2 separate regions of the Canis lupus genome follow, and region 1 is linked to region 2. A link is a contact called in public Hi-C data. All regions are on one chromosome and are shown on one strand. Each heading gives the region's core, a stretch centred on a gene start, on an enhancer-like site or on the middle of the called end of the contact. The rest is flanking DNA. Distances are from core to core; before and after follow the strand shown. Region 1 has its middle 19 kb from the start of TARBP1. Region 2 has its middle 87 kb from the start of IRF2BP2.

Evidence for each region. A called contact is a pair of places that touch in the nucleus more often than the background predicts.
Region 1: a contact with region 2 is called in a Hi-C map of skin fibroblasts, with 4 times the contacts expected there. The contact joins two enhancer-like sites. A contact is called at or near these places in 2 of 9 Hi-C or Micro-C datasets (amygdala and skin fibroblasts).

Annotation. Positions count from the first base shown.
Region 1 is chr4:5,710,572-5,714,874 of UU_Cfam_GSD_1.0, forward strand. No RefSeq gene overlaps it. Among named protein-coding and RNA genes, the nearest start is that of TARBP1, 19 kb to the right of the region's middle. Within about 2 kb of position 2,335, at least 9 of the 20 cell types and tissues checked have an H3K27ac peak or open chromatin away from gene starts, as enhancers often do.
Region 2 is chr4:5,528,416-5,532,670 of UU_Cfam_GSD_1.0, forward strand. No RefSeq gene overlaps it. Among named protein-coding and RNA genes, the nearest start is that of IRF2BP2, 87 kb to the right of the region's middle. Within about 2 kb of position 1,691, at least 7 of the 20 cell types and tissues checked have an H3K27ac peak or open chromatin away from gene starts, as enhancers often do.

The DNA of each region.
Region 1 (4,303 bases), core at 1,085-3,584, 180 kb after region 2:
TTTAGTCTCAAAACACCAGTATGACACTGGGGAAATGACAAAGGAAAGCTCCTGAGAACATAGAGCGTTACACCATTTGGGCTTGGGAGACTAGAATCGAGGGACCCCCAGAAAGAGGAGGTGCATGCCATAACATTCTGGATTAAGCACAAATCTTCAGCAATGAGGTGCTTCCCCCGAAATGTCTTCCCAGATTCTAAATATTCTCTCCCCTTATATTTCTGACACCACTGTCATCATTCTTCCAGTTCTCCTCCCCGCATAGCCAAGGGCTGGACCCCAGTCGCTCTTAGTTTTGGAGGCACCCCCTCCCCTTTCATGTAAGTCATGTTCAAACACCCCCACCCTCCACGTCAATCGATAACTACACAATGGCTGGGTTCCGTTGCGATACTGCGTTGGCACGTTCCACTTTTAGACATCTGATGACACATTTATTAATTTGGCTTATTTTCTATTCAGATTCTGAGGACAATAAAGTCTCCTCTTGAGTACACGGGCACGTTTGGAATTCCTTATCCGGCATCCGGCCCTCTGATTTGCCTCTCCCAGTGACCTCTCAGTATTGACAAGGCACCAGCGGGCCCAGCCCAGCTTTGATTCCTGGATCTCTCTTTTTTCTCCCTCCTGCGACCTTAGTCATAGGTTTGCTTCAGGACCCAGCACGACCACCTCCTCTTCTCTTTGAACTTCCCTCATCTTGCCACAGCATCCAAAAGAGGCCCCCTCTGAACTTCTGACGGTGCCTCTTGTTTGGCACTTTCTTTTCTATTCCAACTAGATAGATATCGAGCGAGTGTCTGATATGGACCACCGCCGTGCTTTTGTGCCTCACTGAATCCCCTACTACGAGGTTTATTTATAGATGTTGGCTGCAGATACCAACCCAAAGACGCAAAGGGAAAAGTCAGCACTTACCTTCTTTCACTGAATCAAGGTGCACCATAATTTTCAAAACCTGTCTCTCAGCTTACAGACGTGCAAGCCCTCGAGCCCTCGCCCATAGAACCGAAAGAATTGAAAGAGTATTTTAAAACCCCAAAAGAGGACAAACATGAAAAGAAGCTGAGCTTTTCAGCACTCCCCATTAAGCAGGCTGCACCTCGAATGTTCAAAACAGTACATTATCTCTTCAAGTGTCTTCTACACGCTTCGTCCTGGGGCTGAATATTTATTTCGACTTTCACCATTTATTTCCTTTCCACCAAAGGAAAAGAAAGAATCAGAAATCAGAAAGCCACAGCCCATCACTTTCTAAGAAATGGCCCTCATTCTGGCACACATATGTAGATAAGCGAGTCTTTCTGTCTTTCCAAATATAAAATAACATATATAGAGAGAAAGCAGCTATTAATTAATCTAATTGAGGACTGATTATCCAGTCTGGATTGGACTCAGACTCTCACTTTTCTCCTTTATTCTTTTCTCCCACTCTAGTGGGTATCCTGGCCCCCATGGACAGCTGGCTTGGGAAGACAGCCATCACTCTTTTACACAGCAGTTTGGACTTGAACTCTTACAAGATCCTTGCACAGTGTTTGTACCTGGTTTCTTCATAGTTTGCTTGGTCCCCTTAATTAAACTGGATCACTCTAGGCTGGTTTTTCAGAGGATCTTGATGATTTAAAACAAAACAAAGCATTCTCTGCTTAGCCAGGCCAATCGAAGGATGTCTTCTGGTCCCTCCTTCAATCGCCTGGGGTGGGAGTGGGGGTGATCTACTATGTGCCCTGCATGGAGACCACCAGTCTTTGGGGGATGCCCTCCAAGGGTGCTTTGAGGAGTCACTATTTAGCAAGTACAAAGTACTGTGGAAACCGAAATTGTTTTTGAAAATGCTAAACAATAAGACATTGCTCAAAAAGGCCTTGGTCCTTTCAGTTGTTTTACAGGAAATCCAACTCAAGCAGCCTTACACAGCCATTATCACTTAATTACCTATATAAATCTCACTAGCAACTTCCATAACTTCATTTGCAAATGAATAGGCACACCTCCTAAATCATCCCCTCCCCTCCTTTCCTCTCTCTCCGGAAAGCCATTCCCCCCAAACCCAGAGCTCAGAGAAACTCCGCAGCTGTGATTTGCAGAGGCTCCTGGATGCCCCGTGTCACACCAGGCCAGCCTGCACCTGGCACATGGCAATGTGTGCTCCACAGGTCCCGCTTCCCGCTCACACCCATAAATCCCTGCTGGCATCAGTGGGGGCAGAAGTATGGCAGGAGCCTGGCTCCATCTGCTTAAAAGGTTCACAAACCACAGTGAACCTCTTAGTGATCTGAGGCCAAGTTTCCGGTATGTAATGAAAACTGAAACCTGGTTTTGGGTTTCCTCACCAAATTCACACAGAGCTAGTCATGGTGAGAGACGTGTGAGGTAGCAAGGACAAGCAGCACGAGGGTACAATGGAGACATGGCAGTAAGTGGCAGAAATAGTTCTGGCTCTGCCACCAACTTGTGTGGCCTGAAGCCCGTCACCCACACTCACTCCACTTAGGTGGCTTTCTGTAGATTTGAGTGGGTGCTATTGAGCATGACTTTTCCTTCTGGGACCTGTAGGGGGGATCCAGGGCAGAGGACTCTGAGATAGTAGCATTCCCCCCGAGTCTCTTATTTACAGCACACAGAACCTCAGGATGCCATGGCCATCCCACTCATAGCAGCATTATGTGTTGCCCTCTGCCTGCATTCTGAAGAGTTGCTTTTATTTCTTTAGGCTTCAGCTTTGGATTTCAGGCATATTTATACCTGTTTGGCTTTTGACTTAGTGGAGAACACCAGAAGAATGGCTACATTATTTCGAGGGTTCGCCTAAATGACCTCCTAGATCATTCCCAGCGTGGCGCTCCTGCGCGTTTGCTAAATGCCGTGGCGGAAAGAGAATGGACCCGGGCTGTGAAGTCAGGCATACATGGTTCCAACTTGTAGTCCTGGAATCTACTAGCTGTGTGACTTTAAGCAAACTACTTAACCTCTCTGAGCCTGATTTCCTCATCTGAAAAACCAGGCCAATGCCAACGATCACACTGAAGAGTAAGCAAGTACTTCCAAGACCTGGAACAGAGTGCCTAGACAGTAGATGCCGATGTCAACATTAGATTCCGCTTTTCTGTATTCACATGCGTCTCCTATGAGTCAAAAATGTAGGCCATCCTACATTTGAATATTGCTTCTTTCTTCTCACCCAGGGTCCCACTTCAGAATGAAGGAAATAAGGAAATAAACAATAACCCTCAGAGGGCCTTCTGAAAGCATCACTCATCCATTGAAATGTACTTTCCATTCAAAAAGTGGGTTATTAATTATTCATTCCTATTGGAACTGAAATAAGAACAGAGCTCACTGTTACGACCTGGAGCTTGACAAGAACAAGAGTTTTCCAACTGCTTGATTTCAATCATTTCCTGTGATCTTTGTAACATATTCCAAATCTCAGATTTGCAGCATTGAGAATCAGGCAAACTTTAGACTGAATGACTGTCAGGAATATTTAGTAAATGCCCTGGAATGACTGTTCGCTTTACTTTCATTTCCATTCCAGGCAGTGCATTTCTTGAGGATTATTTCACTGCATGGGTGGCCCGAGTACCTTGGCCCTCAGCCTGATGGCTCATTCCAACGCTCTGGGCAAGCAATAACCACCCAAAAACGCAAGCTTCTCTTTCATGCCCCAGTGGCATGAGTAACATCATTAACTCTTCGAGGCTGAGGTTTGGGATTACGTAAAAACCATTCGCCACCCGCCCCCCCCCTTAGCAGTCAGAAGACCAGAGTAACAAAGTGTTTGCAGCCTCTTTTCATGCCAGATGTGGTTGCCCTAATAAACAATCCTTGAGATATTTTTTTTCCCCAGTGATTACATTTCATCGGGATTGGGGGCTTCAAAATGGAAGCTAAGTGCTGCCTACTTCGAGTTCCAGCGGAACAAACAGGCAAGAAGAGACTCGGCTCTGAAACCCTCAAGACCAGGGGAAATGCGGCTGACATGTCCCCAGGAGCGAAAGGGCAGGAAAAGCACAGCTGTGCAGTATGGGGTTTCACGGGCTCCTCTGGAGATGAGCTTTCTAAAGAGTGAAAACCTTGCAGGACGCTGGCAGGAGGAGACACAGGAACACATTTCCTACGGGCCTTGGGCCTTGGGCCTTGGGCCTTGGGCCTTGGGCCTTGGGCCTTGGGCCTTGGGCCTGCGCCGGGACCAACCAGAGGCCGGCGCTCGGGCACTGCGGGTTCCGCGCGCCATCTGGTGGCTCCGGGCTTGCATTGCAGGCACCATCCCCGCTTTCGCCCCATCGGGGCGTCGTTC
Region 2 (4,255 bases), core at 441-2,940:
TGTGCTCCCGCCCCCGCCCCAGCCACCCCCCCACCACCTCCCCACCTCACTCTGATTCATGAACTGGTTTTCAGATTCATGAATCACTCGGGAGCCAGCAAGAGAAAAAGGAGTAGTATTGATCTCATTTCAATTGCAATTGGCTCACTCGGGCCATTCCGGCTGCAGACAGCTTTGCTCGACCAGACACTGGCCGGCGGCCGAGGCCTGCAGGCCGGCGCCCCCACCTGCGGGCGGGGCAGGAATCCTGGGGCGAAGCCTTCTGCAGAGGGTTCCCCTCCTCGTTATCATCAAATGGGCATAATAATACCTTATTATTAGATGGTGAAGGGACTGTGGCTGGACGCCACCGTCTTCCTCAGGCAGATCTGCTGCTGCTTTTAGTGACCTCCGTCTGTCTTTGTTTGTGCTTTTATGAAATCTTTTAAGAGACATCTCGGGGCAAATTCTTTTCTGGATTTCTGGTGACTTCTCAAGGCCTACCGAAAATAGAAATGCACCTTCTACTGAGCGACTTCAACTTCCAAGCCAATGAGGAGGTCTTGGGGTTTCTTTGTTTTAAGGCAAACAAGCTGTTTTCACCTTCTGCAAGAATGACTGGCGGTTATGGATCTTCTAGATTTGGGGTGATCTGGTTTATGTAAGGAAAGATTATCATCTGCCCACTGTGCTGACTGCCTTCACAGGGACACGGAGCTCTGGGATTTTATGAAATGGGTGTTTTCCTTCCCAAATGAAGTAATTAGTTCTTCTGTCCCCAATTGTCCCGGAAGCAGGCATTGAACCCTGGTCCAGGGGTGGCGCAGAGAGAGGCTCTAGGTCCCCAGGCAGGTTTATTGAGTGCTGTCCACTGAGGAACCTGCTCCCCTCCAACTGCCTTTCCTCTCTCCATTTGAGTTCCAATTCAACCAGCTTCTTTCTTGACAGGTGACCCCCACCGCCACCCAGCCCAACATGTCAGACCCACCCTCCCAGCTGAGCAATCTCCTCCTGTCTGTAACACTGGTCATATGCGAGCAGATCCTAGTAGACTGTTGGCCTTGATTTGCAGTTCAGATGGTATTCTGTGTGGTTGCTGCCCACATGTCCTTCCACCCCTACCCTCCCACGCCCGAGAGGTGTACAACTATTGACTGGACCTATGCTTTTTAGAAACCCCACAAAAGTCGGCAACCATATCCAAAGAAAGATTCGATCCTAATCTGCATAATTTGGGGTCCAAGAGCTTAGAAATGAGATTCTTATCCATTTACTTCAGACACACAGTCGCGCCATTAGATGCATTTTACTTGGCAGGGATTTGACGATGTGACCTTACTCGCTTTTATTCCTGCGATGCCCAGAGAAAGCAAGAGCAGTGCAGGACGGCGAAAGAAGATGTGTTTGTGTGAATTTCAATCAGCAGTTGGTTCAGAGGCAAAAACAAAACAAAACAAAACAAAACAAAACAAAACAAAAAACAGAGCTGTTTTGCATTTCCGTGAGTTCTACATGAAGGTGCCTTTGGGCTCTGAGCCGTCCAAGCATTTTTGGGCTGAACCTGCAGCCAAGCAGAGTCCCAGACCTGCGGGGCCCCATGGGTTAAAATCACTCCCACAAATTTGCTGGCTGGCCTCAGAGCAAATGGGGATAGTGGGTTGGCTCATGTTTTGCATTAACTCGTTTGCTTTTTTCCACTGCAGCCTCACATTCTGTGATAAACCTGAGTTGCTAGGAAAGCTTTATGTAACACCCACTGGCCTCAGCTCCTCAGAGCAGCAAGTGTTCTGTTTCCAGAGTTCCCCATAAACCTGGCAGCACATCAAAACCTCTGTTTCATAACAGACCAGAAATAGGATTTTCTAATAACATTCCAAGGACTGGACTTATCGTGCAGAGGTCTGGACTTTTATGAATTGTTAATGGTTAACTAAACAGAGACCCCCACGACGCCCACCCTGCTATCTTTGGGGTTGAGGAGGGGAGGGACATCGGAAGAATATGGTTTCTACATCCATGATCTGTTGGTTTGTGACCCGAGGCTTTTTTCAGAGAATTTGCTAAATAATCTCAAACATATTGAGGATCTTACTCATGTTTTAAAAAAAGAAAAAAGAAAAAAAAAAAACCAACAACTACCTTCCTCCTGCTTCCTCCTTCATTCATGGAGAATGTGGTTTCCTTTTATTTTGTTGCCAGACACACTGACAGTTGCAGATTTAACCTTGATCTTTCCTTTGGGAGAGGGCAGCTCTCTTCAGTGGGGACACACCTAGTTCTGGGGGATCCAAGTGGTGGCCTCGCCGCCATCCTCCCTTGCACCCATGTGCTCGCTCTTAGCCATCCACCCTGCCTCGTTGGGTTCTGGTTTAGATTATGACAGGGAGTTCCCTGCTAAAGGCCATTTGCAGCCTATTTGGATGTCACTGGGGAAACTTCTTCCCAGGGTTCCAACCACACATCTCTTTGTTCCATTTTCATCTGCTGTGCCTTCCTTCCGGTTCTGCCTGGAACATCATTATTCTATCCTCCTTGTGCAGTTAGCACGTGGGCAACGATTCAGAACAAGAGAAACCCTAGGTATGGAACAGCTGGGACCAGAGGCCCAGCATTGGCCAGACTCACCTCTGGGCAGAACCCCATGTGATCCGGCGACAGGGAGCTGCCGCCACAAGATGTTGAGGTGATGCTGTCATCCCCTCCTGTGTCCTGGGCACCTCCCCACTCTTCTTCCCTGGGTTGGCTCTCTGGACTTACCCCAACAAATGGAGAGGAGCCAGTCCCTTGCTGGGGTCTCAGCTTCAGCTCAACCAGAGGCTGGGACCCTATGCTCTGAGCTCCTGCACCCCGATTTCCTCAATTCCTGCACTGTAAGTCTCATACACCTTCCCATTTTGGAATATTGGCCTCCAGACGTGCCAACTTAGGCCTTTCCAGGACAATTCTCTCTTGGCTATTTCTTCACGGCCACTGACATAATTTCTCCGGCCTCTCCAGCGTTTGCAACACTTCCCCATTTAGTTCCATGAGAGTGGTGTTTACCTGCTGTTCACTCTTTCTTCTGGATCATTAGGAAAAATGATAAAGAAAAGGGTCCTCACCCCATCACCATGCAGAGCTGGGCCCTGGGCCCCGCCCCCCCCATGCCTCCTGAACCCTCAATCAGAAGTGGCTCCCGCGAAACAGCGGTCAGAGTGGGCTTCCGGCACCAGGCTTGGGTTTAATATCCTTGAGATCCATTTAGTGTCTGGACACCTGGTTGCTATGGAGACGGTTGTCATAAAAACACACCGATCTGTAGAGAGATATAAACCGGATCCCTGTGGTACACGGTTGGACGCATTAGCTCAGAGAAACAGCACACAGCTTATCGCTTCTCTTTGTTGACACAGTGCCTCTGCCTTTCAAATCCCACCTGAGCGACCTTAGGGCCAGGCCAATGCAAATTCATTTTCAGTTAATATTTCGTAAGGGACGACCCAGGGCTTCACCGAAGGCCAGATGCCCCTGCTTTCCTGTCCCAAGCTGAGTCAGCCCAGAAGAGGACATTCTTCCTCGTCACGGGTTGTTCTCTGCCGACTGTCATCGATCCGTGCGCACGCCTGAGCAGGCAGGATCAAAACACTGACCCTGCCCAGCGCATCAGATCAGGTGGCTGGGGACGAGCAACAGGTGTGAGCAGGAGGCTTAGGGTGCCCTGCCGGCTTGGAGGGGCCGAAGCTGGCAGGGGCCCCAGAGTCCAATCCAGGATGTAGTGCAGGCCTGTATCTGTTGTCGGCCAGCTCAGCACTGGGTGGGTCAGGGAGAGACCTGATAAGGTGCACAGGGGTGCCCACTAACCGGCTTCACCTCCTCACTGTCGGAATCCTCCAAGCCTTACCATTGGCTGGGGTTAATGTCTCTCCCTCAGTCTGGTCTACGTGCAGAAACCAGCAAAACACTTGCCACCCCTCTCTTGAGCATGCAGCTCTGGCGCTGTAAAGGGGACAGGCAGAGATGCACTCTGCAAGTCCTGAAGCCTAGGGAGGGTCCTGCTGAAATTCTTTTGGGGAAGGGGGTGAAAGAATGATTTGGTGTTCATCATTTTAGCTCTGCCATCAGCCGAGTATACGTAGGGTAGGAGAATGGAAGGAGAGAGCCAGCTAAGGCAGTGGTCACATTATGAAGGCAGGCGAGCTTTGCTTCCATAGTGGCTCCCCACGCTGGCGGCTGCTGCTAAAATGTGAGCTCTCCCCACCAGCTCCCCACAGGCACTCCTGCATTAACACCCGAGACC